2 separate regions of the Mus musculus genome follow, and region 2 is linked to region 1. A link is a contact called in public HiChIP or PLAC-seq data. All regions are on one chromosome and are shown on one strand. Each heading gives the region's core, a stretch centred on a gene start, on an enhancer-like site or on the middle of the called end of the contact. The rest is flanking DNA. Distances are from core to core; before and after follow the strand shown.

The links. HiChIP or PLAC-seq counts read pairs in DNA pulled down with a chosen protein or histone mark.
Region 2: a contact with region 1 is called in an HNF4G HiChIP or PLAC-seq map of pancreatic cancer cells. The contact joins the promoter of Tmem88 here to the promoter of Rnf227 in region 1. A contact is called at or near these places in 16 of 39 promoter capture datasets (the HPC-7 cell line, HPC-7-derived erythroid cells, Sertoli cells and 11 more), 2 of 15 datasets of contacts at CTCF or cohesin (the NIH/3T3 cell line and pro-B cells), 61 of 484 Hi-C or Micro-C datasets (the AML12 cell line, B cells, the Ba/F3 cell line and 41 more), 21 of 115 datasets of contacts at active chromatin or transcription factors (CD8 T cells, DN3 thymocytes, the SCID.adh cell line and 14 more) and 3 of 9 other capture datasets (adipose tissue, liver and pancreatic islet).

Annotation. Positions count from the first base shown.
Region 1 is chr11:69,338,844-69,342,082 of GRCm38.p6, reverse strand. It overlaps Rnf227 (ring finger protein 227), which reads right to left and starts at 1,287. Exons shown (of 2, transcript NR_027827.2): 1 at 1,025-1,287; 2 at 1-924.
Region 2 is chr11:69,396,144-69,399,486 of GRCm38.p6, reverse strand. It overlaps Tmem88 (transmembrane protein 88), which reads left to right and starts at 1,253. Exons shown (of 2, transcript NM_025915.4): 1 at 1,253-1,471; 2 at 1,606-2,971. The coding sequence starts at 1,262. The coding sequence ends at 1,875. Kdm6b (KDM1 lysine (K)-specific demethylase 6B) reads left to right here. Exons shown (of 24, transcript NM_001017426.2): 24 at 1-979. It overlaps Naa38 (N(alpha)-acetyltransferase 38, NatC auxiliary subunit), which reads right to left. Exons shown (of 3, transcript NM_030083.2): 2 at 3,127-3,310; 3 at 2,816-2,967. The coding sequence ends at 2,855.

The DNA.
Region 1 (3,239 bases), core at 38-2,537:
GTGGACTGGGGTCCTGAAATTCTGCATTTCTAGCAAGCTGTGAGACCAACCAACACTGCTGGTCTTGATTTTAAGTCTACAGTAAGATATTTACAGGACTTTAGAATAGAACTAACTACATACAGTAAACAATGTCCCATTATGGGACACAAATTAAAATTATGTGAGCATCTTTTTTTTTCTTTTCCCCAGTATTGCTACAGAGTCAGTAAAGATAACAAAGGCCTAAATTTTGCTTCCTTTATCAAATGGCTCACCCATCTTTGATAAGCCTTTAATAAGGCCTCATGTAAATAAATGCCCCTTGGATGTTTTCATACCTGCCCTATCCAGCTGAAGGGAGGTTGTATATGCAAGATTCCCAATCATAAGCAGGGAGTCAACTCAGTAATTGCTGGAGCACGGTAACAAGAGTGGGAAGATGGCATGCCAGCAAACACAACCAGATAAGTGAGATTGACATGACATATAAATTAGCTTATCCCCTGTCCTGTCCTTTTTTCCACAGTACACATTGTCAACCACAGACCACTGCTAAAATTGGATCCTTTGCTTACACCACAGACTCTGAACAAACGCCAAAGCTTTGTTATTTTTTTTTTCTTCCTACATTATGGTAGGCTTTGTTTCTATTATCCCTTGGCCACTCCATCCTGAAAATATAATGCTGGCACAGTCTAGGAGCCTTCGCCGCTCAGAATCCACACCATCTAGGGTCCTTTCTGTTGAGCTCCATCTCCATCACGCATGTACCAATTCCAGCATCAGCCTTGATTTCCAGGTAGTCTTGACATCAACCTTTTGTGTCAGAGCACGCCTGAGGATGCTGCTCCCACCTGCTTTCTGCCATAGCTCTGGGGTTCCTTGGTTACAGCGTACAACGGGTCATGTGGGCAATGTCCTTGACCTCTGGACAGTAGAGCACTGGAGGAAAGAAGAAGGGTTAGTGGCAACAGGAGGATGCAACTTGACCCAGCATTCTTCGGTGCAATGTACCCAGTATCCTCCCTAGGCCGCCCCTCACCATTGCTAGGCAACGGACGCCGCAAGCGGCGTGCCGGCGCCAGGACCCTGTCCAAAATTCGGCGAAGCGCGCGCCAACCCGCACTTGGAGGTCCCGCCCCCTTCTCGCTCTCCGCTTCCCCGTCGTCGTCCTCTCCATCCTCTCCGCTGTCTTTGGCCGGGCTCCCCATCGGGTCTCCTTCACGCTCAGCCCGGGCTTTTTCCTCCAGCCGTGACCACAAGACAGGGTCTAGCGCGATCTCCGTGACGCCGCCGCGCGGGAGCGGGGAAGGCGCGCGGCAGAACGGGCACGTGACAGCGCGGCGCAGGCGCACCACGCGCGCGGCCGTGCGGCTGCCGTCGCCCCGCGCTGCCAGCTCGCGCAGGCAAGCTGTGCACAGCGTGTGGCCGCAGCGGGCGCGCGCCGTGCCAGGCAGGCGGCGGGGCGCACGGGCCCCGAGGTTGTAGGGTCGGAAACAGATGTTGCAGTCCAGCTCACCCAGCTCGGGAAGAGAGGGCACTCTCATCAAGAGCTGCATCGTGGTCACCGTGGCCCGAGGGCTTCGATCTCTAGGCGGCTAGGATACAGAACGAATGAGCCCTCCTTGGGCCAGGGCAGGGGCCTGGGGCCCGCGCCGCCGCCTCTGTCCCCTTTTAATAGTGAGGCCCCGCCCTCGAGGCGTCACGCGCAGATGGGCCGCTCCCTTCCGAGGCACGCGTTGGGGCGGCAGAGGCGCGAGGCTGGACTTGCGAGTGGGGATGCAGCGGGCTGAATGCCCAGGACAATGCCAGAATTACCCGAGGGAAGAGGGGGGCACGCTCCACCCACAGCCTCCATGGCGGACTCCTCACCCCCAGCAAAACACTAGCGCTGTCACTTAAACCTACCTGATGCAGGTGTCCAGGTCTCCTCTTGCACACAGTCACTAGCACAAGTCTATATGGCCCTGTTGGCCTATTTGTCACATGTTCATACTCTTTCACAATCCCCTCCTGCCCTTCCCCTCACAAACAGGCAACATATGCCAGGTTTACTGTTGGTTCTGCCCAGTTTTAATTGGTCTTCTGGATGTTTGGATTGTGCCCAGCCATAATTCACTCTGCCCTCGCCTCTCCTTTTTATACATGGCCTCTTGGGTTCTTTGGAAGGCTGGCTCCCTCAAATTCCTCCCCCTACCCCCTCTGAGAGTTTGAGTCCAGCTAACACCTCAGCACAAGGAGGGACCTAGATTCCAGGAGCATGGCCTTAGGAATGCTGGGAATCTTTTCCTTCCGGAGTATCCAGACTTGGACACCCACACAGCATGATGGTGGAAACGAAGCAGCTCTGCGTGACTTCTGACTCAGGGGTCTGACTTCTCCCACAGGTAAACAGGACGTGGTACTCACAGCCCACATTCCCTCACGGTGTGGCACCCACACCCAAGCTGCCTCCTCAGCCTCTCGAACCCAGGCTCTGTTGCGGAGGATAATAACACAGTCTTGACACAGCTGGCTCAAGAACAAATCCTAGTTGTGACACCCACAGACAAGTTACTTCATTTCTCTGGGCCTTGATTTCTTCATCTACAAAGTGTGGGTAATAATAGTAAGGATGGAAAGAGCTTGTGTTTGTAAGGTGCTTTAAATGGTGCCTGATGGTACACAGTAAACATCAGATAAGCAACAGCTGTTATTATCCTTATCATCCCTGGCTCCACGCCGGCTTTGTGTTCTCTGTAACTTCTCTGTACCCAGTATTTCCCATACACCATCTCTTGGTTAATACAAGATGGGTTTCTTTACATGGTATAGCATTTACCGGCCCATCACAGGTAAGATAGAGCTGGTTTTGGTTTTTAACATTAGCATTTTAAAGCTAAAATCTTTGAGGGTAATCTTTGTTTTAGGGACAGGGTCTTACTCTGAAGCCCTGGCTGGGCTGAAACTTTTCATATAGTTCTGGATGACTTCAAACTCACAAGAAATCTGCCTGCCTCTGCCTCCTGAGTGCCGGCATTAAAGGCTATTGTTACCATGCCTAACAACAGTAATCTTTTGCCCAGTCTAAGTTGGAACCTACTATGTAGCCTAGGCTGGTCTCAGAATCAGGGCAGTCCTCCTACCGCAGCTTCCAGAGCACCAGGATTATGGTTTCTGGAAAATAATCTTCTTGGTGAGATTTACCTAAGATTTGTTTTATTTTTAGTGATGTATGTTTGTGGGTCTGTGTGGGTGTGTGCCCATGAGTTCGGGAA
Region 2 (3,343 bases), core at 4-2,503, 57 kb before region 1:
CCGCCGCGCGCCCGCCCGCCGCCCGCCGGCGCAGACGTTCGCGGCTCGTTGTGTACATAGACGTTCGGCAGCCGAGGTTTTTAATGAGATTCTCTCTATGGGCTTTACCCCTACCCCTGGACCTCCTTTTTTTTTTTTTTTTTTTTTTTTTTTTTACTTCCAATGCTAGCTGTGATCCCTGTATATGTCTCTTGTTTATTCACTTGGTTATGATTCGTATTTTTGTTCTTTTTGTTTTTTGGTTTTTAATTTATAACAGTCCCACTCACCTCTATTTATTCATTTTTTTTTTCTCTTTTTTTGGGAAAACCCGACCTCTTACATCCCCAAGCCATCCCTCCTGCCTCTTTGGGAGGCCCACTCCTGGGCCTTCCCTGCGCCCCAGTATGTCCGGGCTTGGCCCGTCTGTCTCCGCCCGCCCGCGGCTCCAGCCGGGCTCTCATGGTGCTCAAACCTGCTCCCCTCCCCTACGTCCTGCACTTTCTTGGACCAGTACCCCCACTCCCGACCCAACCCCGACCCCACCTGAGGGTGAGCGACTCCTGTACTGTAGGGGAAGAAGTGGGAACTGAAATGGTATTTTGTAAAAAAAATAAATAAATAAAATAAAAAGTTTTAAAGAACTATGAGGAAAAGAAACCCTGTCCTCCCCAGCCTCGGCCATTTTAAAAACATTGGACACACACACACACACACACACACACACCTTTTTTAAGGCGTGAAACATCCCAGGGCAGGGCCTCTCTGGGGCAGGGACACCCTGGGGTGATTTTCTCTGGGGCTTTATTTTCATTTTCTTAGTTCGGTTTTTTTCCCCCCCGCTGGGGCTGCGGAGGGGTGGGGGGGTTTACAGTCCCGCCCCCTCGCACTGCACTGTCTCTCTGCCCCAGGGGCAGAGGGGGGCTTCCCATTCCTACCCTATTTTCGGTGATTTTTGTGTGAGAATATTATTAAAAATAAAAGCAGGAAAAAAAAAAAAGAGACCCTTGTGTTTTGATGATGGCTGTGAAGCATATCAGTTGAAGGGTCGAGGAGCTAAGGGGAGGGCGATGCAGCCTCCGGAGGTGGGGAGCCCCTCCTCAGAGGAGCCTGTGGAATGTCCAGACCCACAGTCTGCCCCTTAGGATGGGGATGCCTAATCCCAGAGCCGCATTCCAGGATAAGGTAGTGGGGGGCGGGGTGCAGAGAGACTGCCCCGGGGGAGGGGCAGGAAAGAGGGCTATAAGGACTGCAGTCGTGTGGGGCGGGAACCAACCAGGCCATGGCGGAGGTCCCCGGAGCCCAGCGCCCCGTTCTCGCTGGCGGCCCAGAGCCTCGGGATCCCCTAGATTGCTGGGCCTGTGCAGTGCTAGTAACGGCTCAGAATCTGCTGGTGGCTGTTTTCAATCTCCTCTTGCTGGCACTGGTGCTGGGGACCATCTTGCTACCTGCTGTCATCATGTTAGGCTTCGGCTTTCTCTGCCACTCCCAGGTAAGCATACCAAGGGGTATGCGTGAGTGGTGTGTGGGCGGCGGGGGTGGGGGGGTGTCTGAGCCACTGCATCCCCACTTGGGCTGTTTCCTCCTGGGCAGAGTGGCCCATTCTGATGTCTCTTATCCGCACAGTTTCTGCGCTCTCAGGCACCCCTTTGCACCTCGCATCTGCGGGACCCAGGCTTCACAGCCCTGTTGGTCACTGGATTCCTACTGCTCGTGCCGTTGCTTGTCCTTGCCCTGGCTACCTACCGCCGCCTCTGCCTGCGCCTCCGCCTGGCCGACTGCCTCGTGCCCTACAGCCGAGCCCTCTACAGGCGCCGGCGCATCCCACAGCCGAAGCAAATCCCAGTCTCACCAGGTTCTCGGTCTGTTCCCACACCGGGAAAGGTCTGGGTCTGAGGTGCTTAGAGTCAAGAATCCTGTCGATTGCCCTCCTGGTCTCTCAAGGACTTGAAACAAGCCCAGGGGTGTACTGCCCAAGCCGGTTCCTTACCGCGGCCTGAGCCGGATCCTACCATCCCTTTGATGGAACAGCTGAATGTGGACGTAGAGCTGGCGAAAATTCCCATGTCCCAGAAACGTCATTCACATTTGATTCCTGAACGTTTGGGCTGGACCCTGCACATCTTCTTTCCCTTCCCTATTGTAAATAAGAGAGCTGGACCTTGTGCCTTCCTTTGCTGGTGCAGCTCCTCCAAAATTTACAGGACTGAGGGACAGGGCTCACACAAATAAGAGAGAAGCCATCACAAATAATAAAAAAAAATTATAAAATGAATGCACTCTGTGAATACAGGGGTGGCACATATCCAATCGCTCCTGCACTGGGCTCAGGAGTAGGAAACGAATCCTCAAGACTACAAATGGGCAAATCAGAGAGCATCTCTCAGCATCCTGCCTTTTCCTTATCGCATTAGTCCATTCTTCCTGATCAGACCCCAGAGTTGTCTGGCCCTGACCCCAAAGTCACTTCCCCATTAATAGCGCAGAGAGGGCCTTGTTTCGGCTGCCTACCCAGCTCCCCTTGGGGACCCGAGCCCGTTCTCTGACCCCAGCTTAAAGGAACTGAGTGTTGCCAGGCCGGGGTGGGAAACAATGGATCTTCCGGGGCAGGATGACACCGCTTCCCGCTAGAAACTGAAGCAGGAGCGTGGGAGGGAAGATGGAGGGGCCCACCCTAGGGCCTGCTGCCTTAAGCTCCTAACTTGAGGGAGGGTTTGGTTCTTCTAGGCATTGGGGCAGGTTGAGGAAGCTCCTGAACTCTGATGAACCTCTAAGGGTGGGGTGTGCTAGCCCTCCCCTGACATTGGACCTACACACAGACACAGGCCACTTTGGTCATAGGGTTTAATGGTCTCAAAGAGAAGTGCAATTGTGGTCAGAGATACGGGCCCCCCGACAGACTCTCCCTTTGGACTTCAATAGAAACGATGTGGTGTCCTGGTACCATGGCCAGACCCAGCACACGGGGTTCGCCCGCAGAAAATGAATCTGGAAAAAAAAAAAAAAGTCAGTATCAGAACAGCAGGCAAACATCCGTCTCGCCCCCAGAAAATAAGGGGGTGCAGTAAGGCCTGCAAGAGGAAATGCCTTGCAGTGAATTTCCGCCGCATTCCCGAGGAGGTAGGTGTGTATTCCCTGGACACTGACCAGAAGGCTTGAGGAACTCTTGCGCAGAGCCCAGGATGACATTACAGTCGCGATCAGTGCACAGGAAGCAGCCGACTAGTGTCCTTCCATCTGTCATACGGATACGCATGGTCTTGTTGAGCAATGCCTCTAGTTGCTGCCGTGCACGCGTGGCCGGCGAGTCCTCCTGTTCCCCATCAGAGTCCTGCTAGGGCAGGACAAGCACTCAGACACCTAG